Regions from separate parts of the Sus scrofa genome. Here region 2 is linked to region 1. Evidence: chromatin contacts called from public promoter capture Hi-C data. All regions are on one chromosome and are shown on one strand. Each heading gives the region's core, a stretch centred on a gene start, on an enhancer-like site or on the middle of the called end of the contact. The rest is flanking DNA. Distances are from core to core; before and after follow the strand shown.

The links. Promoter capture Hi-C pulls out the DNA fragments that hold promoters and counts their contacts.
Region 2: a contact with region 1 is called in a promoter capture Hi-C map of fetal liver, with 2.9 times the contacts expected there. The contact joins the promoter of ACSL3 here to the promoter of WDFY1 in region 1. A contact is called at or near these places in 2 of 5 promoter capture datasets (fetal liver and liver) and 1 of 2 datasets of contacts at active chromatin or transcription factors (skeletal muscle).

Annotation. Positions count from the first base shown.
Region 1 is chr15:125,717,847-125,722,377 of Sscrofa11.1, forward strand. It overlaps WDFY1 (WD repeat and FYVE domain containing 1), which reads right to left and starts at 2,341. Exons shown (of 12, transcript NM_001243647.1): 1 at 2,151-2,341. The coding sequence starts at 2,287.
Region 2 is chr15:124,740,239-124,744,769 of Sscrofa11.1, forward strand. ACSL3 (acyl-CoA synthetase long-chain family member 3) reads left to right here and starts at 1,776. Exons shown (of 16, transcript NM_001143698.1): 1 at 1,776-1,896.

The DNA.
Region 1 (4,531 bases), core at 1,091-3,590:
ACAGGTCAGGAACGGGCCCGGCACATAATAAATGTCTAACAAACGTTTGTTTGATGAATAAGAGTGGTCAGTGTTCTGTTTCCTCAACAGGCTGGTTCCACAAGGTCAGGAGCCATTAAAATTAATGAATCAGAAGGTATATAAAGGCAGGTGCTGTGACTTTTGATCCCTGTTGTATCTCTAGGGCCTGGCACTCAATATGCACAGCATCTCTAAATACATAAACAAGTGAGTAAATAAATGAAGACTATGATGCATGTTTATGACAATGTAAAAACCACCACATCCAACATCAACCAAAAAAATCCTTAACCACATGCTTTCATACATCTCATAAAGGGCAGCACCAGCTGAAAAGTGTGTCCTACCTTCCAGGAAGTTCTATGGGCCTGAAACACAAATTAGAAACCCAAAGCCCCAACCTTCATGGATCCAGTCATCTGCCAGGCCCTGCTGTGCCCCAGGGGAAAAAAAATGAGCTGATCTAAGGCTCCCCCAGAACATTTCAGTCCCAGAGCAGCCAAGTAATCACTTTCCATAAAACATTTCTCAGCACTGCTCCTGGCCAGTAATCTTAAATATTCAGCAATTTACCCAACATGCATGAGTCATGAATAAAATACTTTACTGAATAAAGACAGCTAAGATGTATAAAGTGTTGTCTGCATCTACGTGCAAACTATATCATGCAAATATAATTACTCTGTCCTTGGCCTGTTTTTACATTCCCCTCTCTCCCCCTCCCTTCCTGGAGACACACCCACACCTAGGTCATACCAATTACCCCCCACCTGGTCTGAGGTCAGCTACCTGTAAATTGCCCGCTCACAATAAACTCCCTCAAAATCCAAATACAAAGGTCAAGGAGGCATTGGGAGCTTCAGGATTCTCTTCCCATTCAGGATAGGCTCTCAAAGCCACAGGACTTCAAAACACAGGTTACAGAAAGGCTAGATTATGCCTCAGCCTTAAGAGAACATCAGTACCTTCCTTCTTCCAGAAAGCCCTCCCACTTTTGCAGTATCACCGCTGAAGATCACTCATTGTAGCAAAGAAAGTTTCACCCAACGACATCAGTCATTTCCTCTAAATTCCTACAGTAAAGTCATTAACCTTTTAAATTTTTCGGATTTAAAAAATGCTACAGTTTTAAAACAAATAATCTCTGGCAGAGTCTTGGGAAGACCAGAGAGAGCTGGACTGGGGAGTCCTGGGGTGCATTTCTGGCTTCCGTGTCTCTGTGCCTCTCCATGGGCTCCAGTTCCCTCTTGAGTAGAATGGCAAAATCGAATCAGATCAGTTTCCCAAAGTGTGGTAGGCACGACATCTTGTTATAAGATAGAGCTGACTTTTGAGTGCAGACAGACGTTTTAGCTATTAGTTTAACTTTTTATGGCAAGCGATAACTGCTTTTCCATTAATGGTGGAAACCGCAAACATCCTTAAAAAATAAAACTCTTTTACCATTTTTTCCATGAGTCACTTTAAAAAAAAAATTGTAAATAAGAATTCAGGTGGTTCGAGCAGCTGGGGAAAAATAACTGATCTTGGGACCTGGCGTTGCTCGAAAGGGAGGTGTAAACCTCAGCGTGGAGCAAACAGAAGTGTGTGAAAGCTCTGGAGATTTACTGCAAGAAAGGCATCCCCAGCACTCGGTCCCGCGGTAACCCGCCAGCAGTCCCGGCTCCCAGAGCAGGCGGCTAGGAACTGACCGCGGAGGGGATGCTTCCAGCTCTAGGCGAAATCCCACAAAGGAGAGTCGGGAGCGGGGGCCCAGGGATAGAAAGGTACAGAGGGGGTCCAGAACTGGAGCGACACAGCGGAGACCAGGGTAGCGAGAAGGCGGAGCGCAGTGGACGGGGTGGGACAGGTGTCCCGGGCTGGAGCTGCGAAGCAAGGACCTGAGTACCAGGCTGCAGGAGCGAGACCGGGGTCGAGACTGGAGGACCCACGAGCGGGAACCCGGGGCGGGGGGGAAAGGGTCCCAGTGGCCAGAAGAGCCGAAAGGGGCGACAGGCCGCGGGACAAGGGGGCCGTGGACGCCCCCACGCGGAGAGGGAGGAAGCGGCCGCCTCCACGGTCGGTAGCCAGCGGCAGTCCCGGCCACCCCCCGTGGCGCCTCGGCCCCGCGCACGACCCGCCGGCCCTACCTGTCCTCGCTGGCAGTGATCACGCCGTCCTCCTTGGGGATAAGCTGCGCGGCCGTGACAGCGTCCTGGTGCCCCTCGATCTTGCTCAGCAGCACCGGGCGGCTGCTCTGTGGCCTGGAGTGGATCTCGGCCGCCATGTTCGCGCGGCAGCGGCGGCTGCGGCCTCCGCGGCGAGCGGCCCATCAGCTGACGGCCGGGCGGGCGGGGACGCGCGGGTTCCGCTTCGGCTCCCCGGGCCGCGTGGGGGCCGCGCCGCCGTAAGCTCCCGAGTGCTGCCGCCGCTCCCGTATTGGCTGAGGTAGCCGCGCAGCTAAAATTACGTGGCTGGGAGAGAGGCCTGTTAGAGGCTCTCGCGAGAAGTGGAGAAAGTTACACAGCTTGGAAAGTGAGGTCATTCACTCAGGAATGGGTTGAACGGTTAGTGACAAAGAGTAATTGTCACCCAAACGGAGCCTTTCGAAAAGAATGATACTACATTATATCCATTCTAAGAAGCCTTTGGACCACACCTCCGTTTCAGACGAATGGAAGTGTGAAAAAATAAAGTGCAATTTGGAATCTTTGAAAGACACTCTTTGGTGACTATACACCGAGAGCTAGTCTAATTTTACATGGGTTATCTCAATACTGATAACAATCTTAAGAGGTGGAGAGATAAGTGCTCCCTTAGTCTCATTTTGGAGATGAGAAAACTGAACCACAGACAAGTGGAATCACTTGCTTAAGGTCACAAGGCTACAAGGAGAAAAGCAGACCTTGACCTTGACCTTGACCTGGCCTGGCACTGAGCTGGCTAAGTGCCCACAGCTTTTTCCTGTGGAACGCAGGTGTTACGGAACTGAATTTGGGTCCGTTAGCCTGGAGCACCACAAAACCAATCCACTGACACCAGGTTGTGGTGAAGGAAAGTACAGCATTTACTGGCTGAACACCAAGCCAGAAGATCAGCCAGCTCAGGTTCAAAAGACCCAAACTCCTCAATGGCTTTCAGGGAAGGATTTTTAAAGGCAACATTTGATGTGAGGGTTGCAGCTTGTGGACTTTCTTCAGATTGGTTGGTGGTGAGGTAACGGGTTATGTTTCAGCATCATCAGTCTTCTGGTTCCAGCTGGTCTGCCGCTGTTGGTCAGCCTGTAGTCACCATCTTCCACATGGGTGAGGAGGTCTTTGTTTCTGCAGAACAACTCCAAGATATGCCTCAGATAGCTCTGTCTACCCTTGAGGATGGCAGTCCGTCACTAGGCTATTATTTCACCTATCATTACTTTTCTTGCTTGACTGCTTTGCCTTTCTTTCTGCATTCCCTCACTTCCCTAATTAGTAACCAAGTCTACTCTTTGGAACTCAGGAAAGGTTTAGGAGATTAAAGCCTTTTTCTACAAATAAGAAATGGGGGACATGGAGGGGCCCTACTTTTCCTTGCTACTCCTCAATCCTGAAGGGAATGGGGGCAAGGAAGGGAAGAAAGTTTTAGATACAGAGGTTACTCATAAACTTTGCAAGGGAACTAGATTTAGGGGGGGATTTGGTTCCATAAACATCAGATAAGGCCACTTCATATGCATATCTAAACCCAGCCAAAATATAAACATTGTTTAAACCACAAAAGTGACCAAACCTCCCCCATCCTGGCTGATATGAATGGATCCTGTTTCTTTACCAATTAGACCTTTAGCCTCTTCTTGCACCCAGACAAGATTTATAAAGACATCCAGGAGTTCCCACCGTGGTGCAGCAGGTTAAGGATCCAGCCTTGTCTCTGCAGCAGCCTGGGTCACTGCTGAGACGAGGCTCAATCTCTGGCCCTGCACAGTGGGTTAAGGATCCGAGGTTGCTGCAGTTGCAGTGTAGGTTGCAGCTGTGGCTCAGATTCATTCCTGGCCTGGGAACTTCCATATGCTCCAGGGGCAGCCAAAACAAACAAACAAACAAAAGACATCCAATCATAGAATTACCCTGACAGCATTCAATTTAAAGTGAAGCCCTTCCTCTTTAAACCCTCCCCCTCCATCATCTAACACAAACCTAAATCCTATAATAAGTCCTTTCTAGTACCAACTCCCCACAGTTCCCTGGATGTGCTTTCTTCCTCCAACAATCCACCCAACTTGTTCCACTACAGGTATGTTCCTGGTGGCTTTTGGCTGGAGAACATCAACAGCAGGTAAGTTGAAGGATCATGACTGGAACCCAGAAAGTCATTGACTCCAGAGACCTCCCCTCTCCGACCCACAGCCTCCCATACACTATCTCATTCTGCCTGTTGATTGCAGAATTGTACTACAGTTGCACTGTGCACATGGCTATCCAGCACATGAAATGTGACCAATCGGAATTGAGATGTGATGAGTACACACCAGATTTTAAAGAGTTAGTACAGG
Region 2 (4,531 bases), core at 526-3,025, 980 kb before region 1:
AGTAAAAATAAAAATGTACTGAAAGCCCATCTAAAAGAAAAGCAACTGTGCATGTATTATTTTATTTTAAAAATAAAACATGTTAGAGACTGGAAATATTACATTTCTGTTTATCCTAAGCAAATAAGATGAGAATTTAGAATTTTAATTCCAAAGAATATTTTCTTTTACAAATCTCTCTCTCTCCCTCTCTCTCACACCCACACAAACACACAAACATGGAAAGGGATAATGAAGAAAGATGTTAAGGTGTTGCTGGAATTCTACTAGTCTGCTTCACACTTATTGACGGAAAAAAAAGTTCCTCCTTTGGAAACTACATATTTTGCTAGAGGCTTTTCTTGGTTCTGGAACAACCACTTTTAAGGTATACTTCCTTTTGCATGCAGAATGGTGGCAATCTTTTCAGATAAGAAATTCTGCATTCCATTTATCTTCAGGGTGTATCTTTTGATAGCATTTCCTCAGATTAGGAGCAATGGAACCTCCTTTCTTAGTAGAAGATCAGGTTGCCTGAGTATCCTTTTTTTAGCAAGGTAAATTGGCCTGGGGCCCGAGGTGAGTGAGCCTTCTTTGCTCTCAGCCTCATCACTCCACCTAGCTCAAGTTGAGGCGGCATCACTGATTTTGAGATTTTCTTGAGAAGCAAGCTCCTGCTTTAGCCTGCGGTTGGCTCGTGAACGTCACCTTTCACCTACTTAAACACAAGTTTTGCATCGCGGGGAGGTTTACTATTCAAACAGCCATTTCTAGCGCCTTCATCACTTCAAAACCAAACCAAACCCTCTAAATGTTTTATTTCCTGTGGTATCATATCTGACTTAACGTTATAACTTCGTTCACTAATTCGTTGGATTTAAAAAAAAACCCCCTTCATCCCACTCCTATTTGTTTAATGAAAGTCAACTTTCTTATTGTGCACTGTAGCTATTGTTTAAGTCATTTGTGTTTTGGTTTGTTTGCTAATGGGAAGGCAGTCTACCTGTGTTCCGTGTCTTTTGTTTTTCCTTCCGTATTGTCTAACGTGGGATATAATGGCAACCTCCTTAAAATGCAGGAACACTTCTAGCTTCATAAGAAAAACATCCAAAGACGATAATTTGGGGTAAACTTTGTCCTTTGAAAAATATCAATCTTTTATAAATAGTGCACTGAGGGGAGAAGGGTTATTTGCAGGGTTCAGAGAAGTCAAAACAGGAGAAATAATAAACATGGTACATGGCTAGAATTTTTGAGCCCCTCTCGCTTCAGCCATTTCCAAAAATCATTTTATTTTAATAATTTGACAAATTTGTTCAAGAACAAAACAAGTAAACACGTTAAGAATGAAAATAATATGCGCATTTCCCTCTGATCTATATTAAGATTTATGCATTAGAGTAATAACTGTGTTTGTAAATCTTTTGGGGGCGGGGGGGTCGGAGTCTTTTTCTCCAGGAACGGCCTCCGCTGTAGACCCGGTCGGACCCTCCCCTCCTCCGCCAGCTTCCCGGCCGCGCAGCCCGGCTCCCCTCCCCCTGCAGCTGTGGTCCCATTCCTCCCCGCCGACGGCTCCCCGCCCCGCGCCGGCTGCGGCTGGGTCCCGTCCGCCGCTGCTCCGTGGAATGACCTGTAGTAACCCCGCCCCGCCCCCGGCCGCCCGCGCCGCGCTCCCGGCCGGAATTCGATAGGCCCAGCCCCGCACGCGCCACCGCCGCCGGGCCAATGGGCGGCGGTCTCTCTGCATATGCAACGAGCGCCGGCCGGGGGAGTGCGTCCCGGGCGGTTCGGCTCAACAGACGCTGGTCTGCCGGCGCCGGGGAGCGGAGCCGTGCCAGTCGCCGCGGACAGAGCTGGGACGACTGGGAGGAGTAGGAGGCGGCGGCTGCGGCTGCGGCGCCGGACCAGGCAGCAGAGGTACGCCCCCTTGCAGCGCGACTGCGGCGGCGGCTGCGTCAGGGTCCCCAGGAGGCGGCTCGGGGAGTGAATGCTCTGGGGGTGCAACCAGGCCTTCGTGGGCCGGAGTCGGGAGGAACCCGGGCCCCGGCGTTGCGGTGAGTGCGGCGCCGGTTGTGGGGAGCAGCGGAGCTTGGTTGGCGGCTTGGCCTCAGCGTGCGACCGAGCTGGGCCCGAGGGCGGCGGTGTTTTGGGGGAGGGACGCTGCCGGCCTGCTCGCCCCCCGGTCCCCGACGTAGCCGCCGATCCCGGCGCCGGGGGTGTGCGCGCCGGAGGTGCGGGCTCCCCCCGCGACGTGGGGAGAAGCAGCCGGGCCGGGTGGGAGGCGCCGCTGTGGGATCCGGGAAGCGGCTGAGGTGGGGCTCGGGCCGAAGGGCCCACGTGAACTGGGGGACCGCAGCGGAGCGGCCGCGCAGCCCGGGGGAGGAAGGACACACGGGGTCCCTCCCGGCGTTCCGGGGGCGGGGTGGGGTGGGAGGTTGGCTGCTTTCACTAGCTCGGCTCTGAATGTAGTCCCTGGGAGCGGAGAAACTGAGCCGCACAGGGGGGCGGGGGGCTTTGCTGCAGTGCGTGAGGAGAAATTGGAGGTGTGAGATGCGTCGACTTTGGTGGTATTTGTTCTGGCCGCAGTCGGTTCTGATGGGGCTGGGATTAATACTGTTGTTTCGGGGTTGGAGTTGAAAGTTTACCTTTCCCCAGGTGCATTTTAATTATACACTAGTTAGGGAATGTGCAATACCGAGCGACTGCTTACTGCCAGCAATCCAGTGAGGCTGAGATGATCAGACCCGTTTCACAGATGAGGAACCCGAGGCCCAGAGACATAGAACTCGTTTGTCTAGGCTGCATTTAGAAAATGTGCTCTAAGCTATTGTGTATCGGGCCCTTCAAAAATAGATAGGGCATAACGATGTCTTTGAAATTATTTGAAGGCTAGAGAGGGGCTAGGCTTCGTGTAAGTCATTATAGCTGAATAAAATGACAAACAGCTGACGCTTATTGAGCCTTTATTAACATTCCAGGCTTTGTGCTAAGAGCTTTATGCATAGTATCTCTAAAACTGTTAACATCCTTCTAGGGATCATTTTACAGCAGGAGAAACTGCCATTTGGGCCTAACTTTCCCCCAGATCAGAACAAGAAAGAAAAGCTGGGATTCAGACCCACCTGTCTGAAAATGCAGAGCTCTCACATCTAAGCACTATATTATGCTGCCTCTCCTCGGTAGCTGGCTGAAGTTGTCACACAGTGGATTTTTGTTTGGCTGCCAGGAGAGCTGTAGTTTGATGATACCTTCTTTTTTTTTTTTTTAGGTGCAACTATTTATTTATTTTATTATTATTTTTATTACTCAATGAATTGATAATACCTTCTGTTTATGATCATCCCAACTTTTTGGTTTCCCCAGATGAGTTCCAAGGGTTGAAGGGTGCCACAGGATGCTGCTGAGTTGTTCCTGAAAGTGTATTAGAAGGTTATTTCAGGGAAGAGGTGTTGTGACATGAGAGTCCGTTGCACAGAGTTTGTTTTTTTCTTTTGTGTTCTGGCACCTTCCAGTGCAGTTCTCATCCTTAGGGATGAGTAAGGCTTCTCTAGTCACTCTGGCATTTTCTTTTTAGACTTTTCTTGGTTTCTCCTTTCTATAAAAAGAGTTGGGTTGGTTCTGTAGGATGGCAGTGTTGAGTGTGGAGCAGATGTGAGGGTTATGGTGGCAAGGCACCTAGCATCTTTGGGTCTCAGTTACTGGGTTTGTAAGACATTTGCACTGAATGATTTAAACCTGAAATATTCTGTGAGTTGTGTTCTCCTTGAAGGAAAGATGGAAGGATGGACAGGTTATGAGGGGAAAATCAATCCCTGTTTGGTTTGGGGAGTCAGATCTTAAAGCCCTGAGCTTTTTCTCATTGCTCCTCTGCTCTCTGGTTCTGTTTAAATGACTAGTTCGTTCCTCATTCAATTAACTGCTCACTTAGAGCCTTTAATTCCTGTTCTGTGTCAGACACCATGTAAGGTGCCAGGAATACAGGAGTGAACAGAACTGATGTGATCCTTACCTCTATGGAGAAAACAAACATGAAGCAAATCATCATACAAATAATATATAATTACAAGTTACAATATGAGCAATGAAGAAAAAAGTAGTATTCAAATGGAGATTATACTGAGAATTGCAATTTAGATGGAAATCTAGTCTAGGGAGTTTTACATTGCTTGCTGACTAGACTGAGTACCAATATTTAAAAAAAACCTTTTTATTTAGGGATGATTTTACATTTATGGAAAAGTTGCAAATATGGATCCTTTCTGCATATCATAACCCAGCTCCCCTGATCTAGTATTAACATGTTAAATAACCTTGGTTCATTTGTCAAAACAAATTAATATTGATATTATGCTATTAACTGAACTACAGACTTTATTCAGATAGCACCAGTTTTTCTAATCCCTTTCTTTTCTGTTCCAGGATTGAATCCATGATACCAACTGGCATACTGTCTGTACTCATGTCAAGTTGTCTTTTCTGATATTGAATAGTAATTCTAAAATTTACCTTTTCTGGGAGTTCCCGTCGTGGCTCAGTGGTTAACGAATCCGAC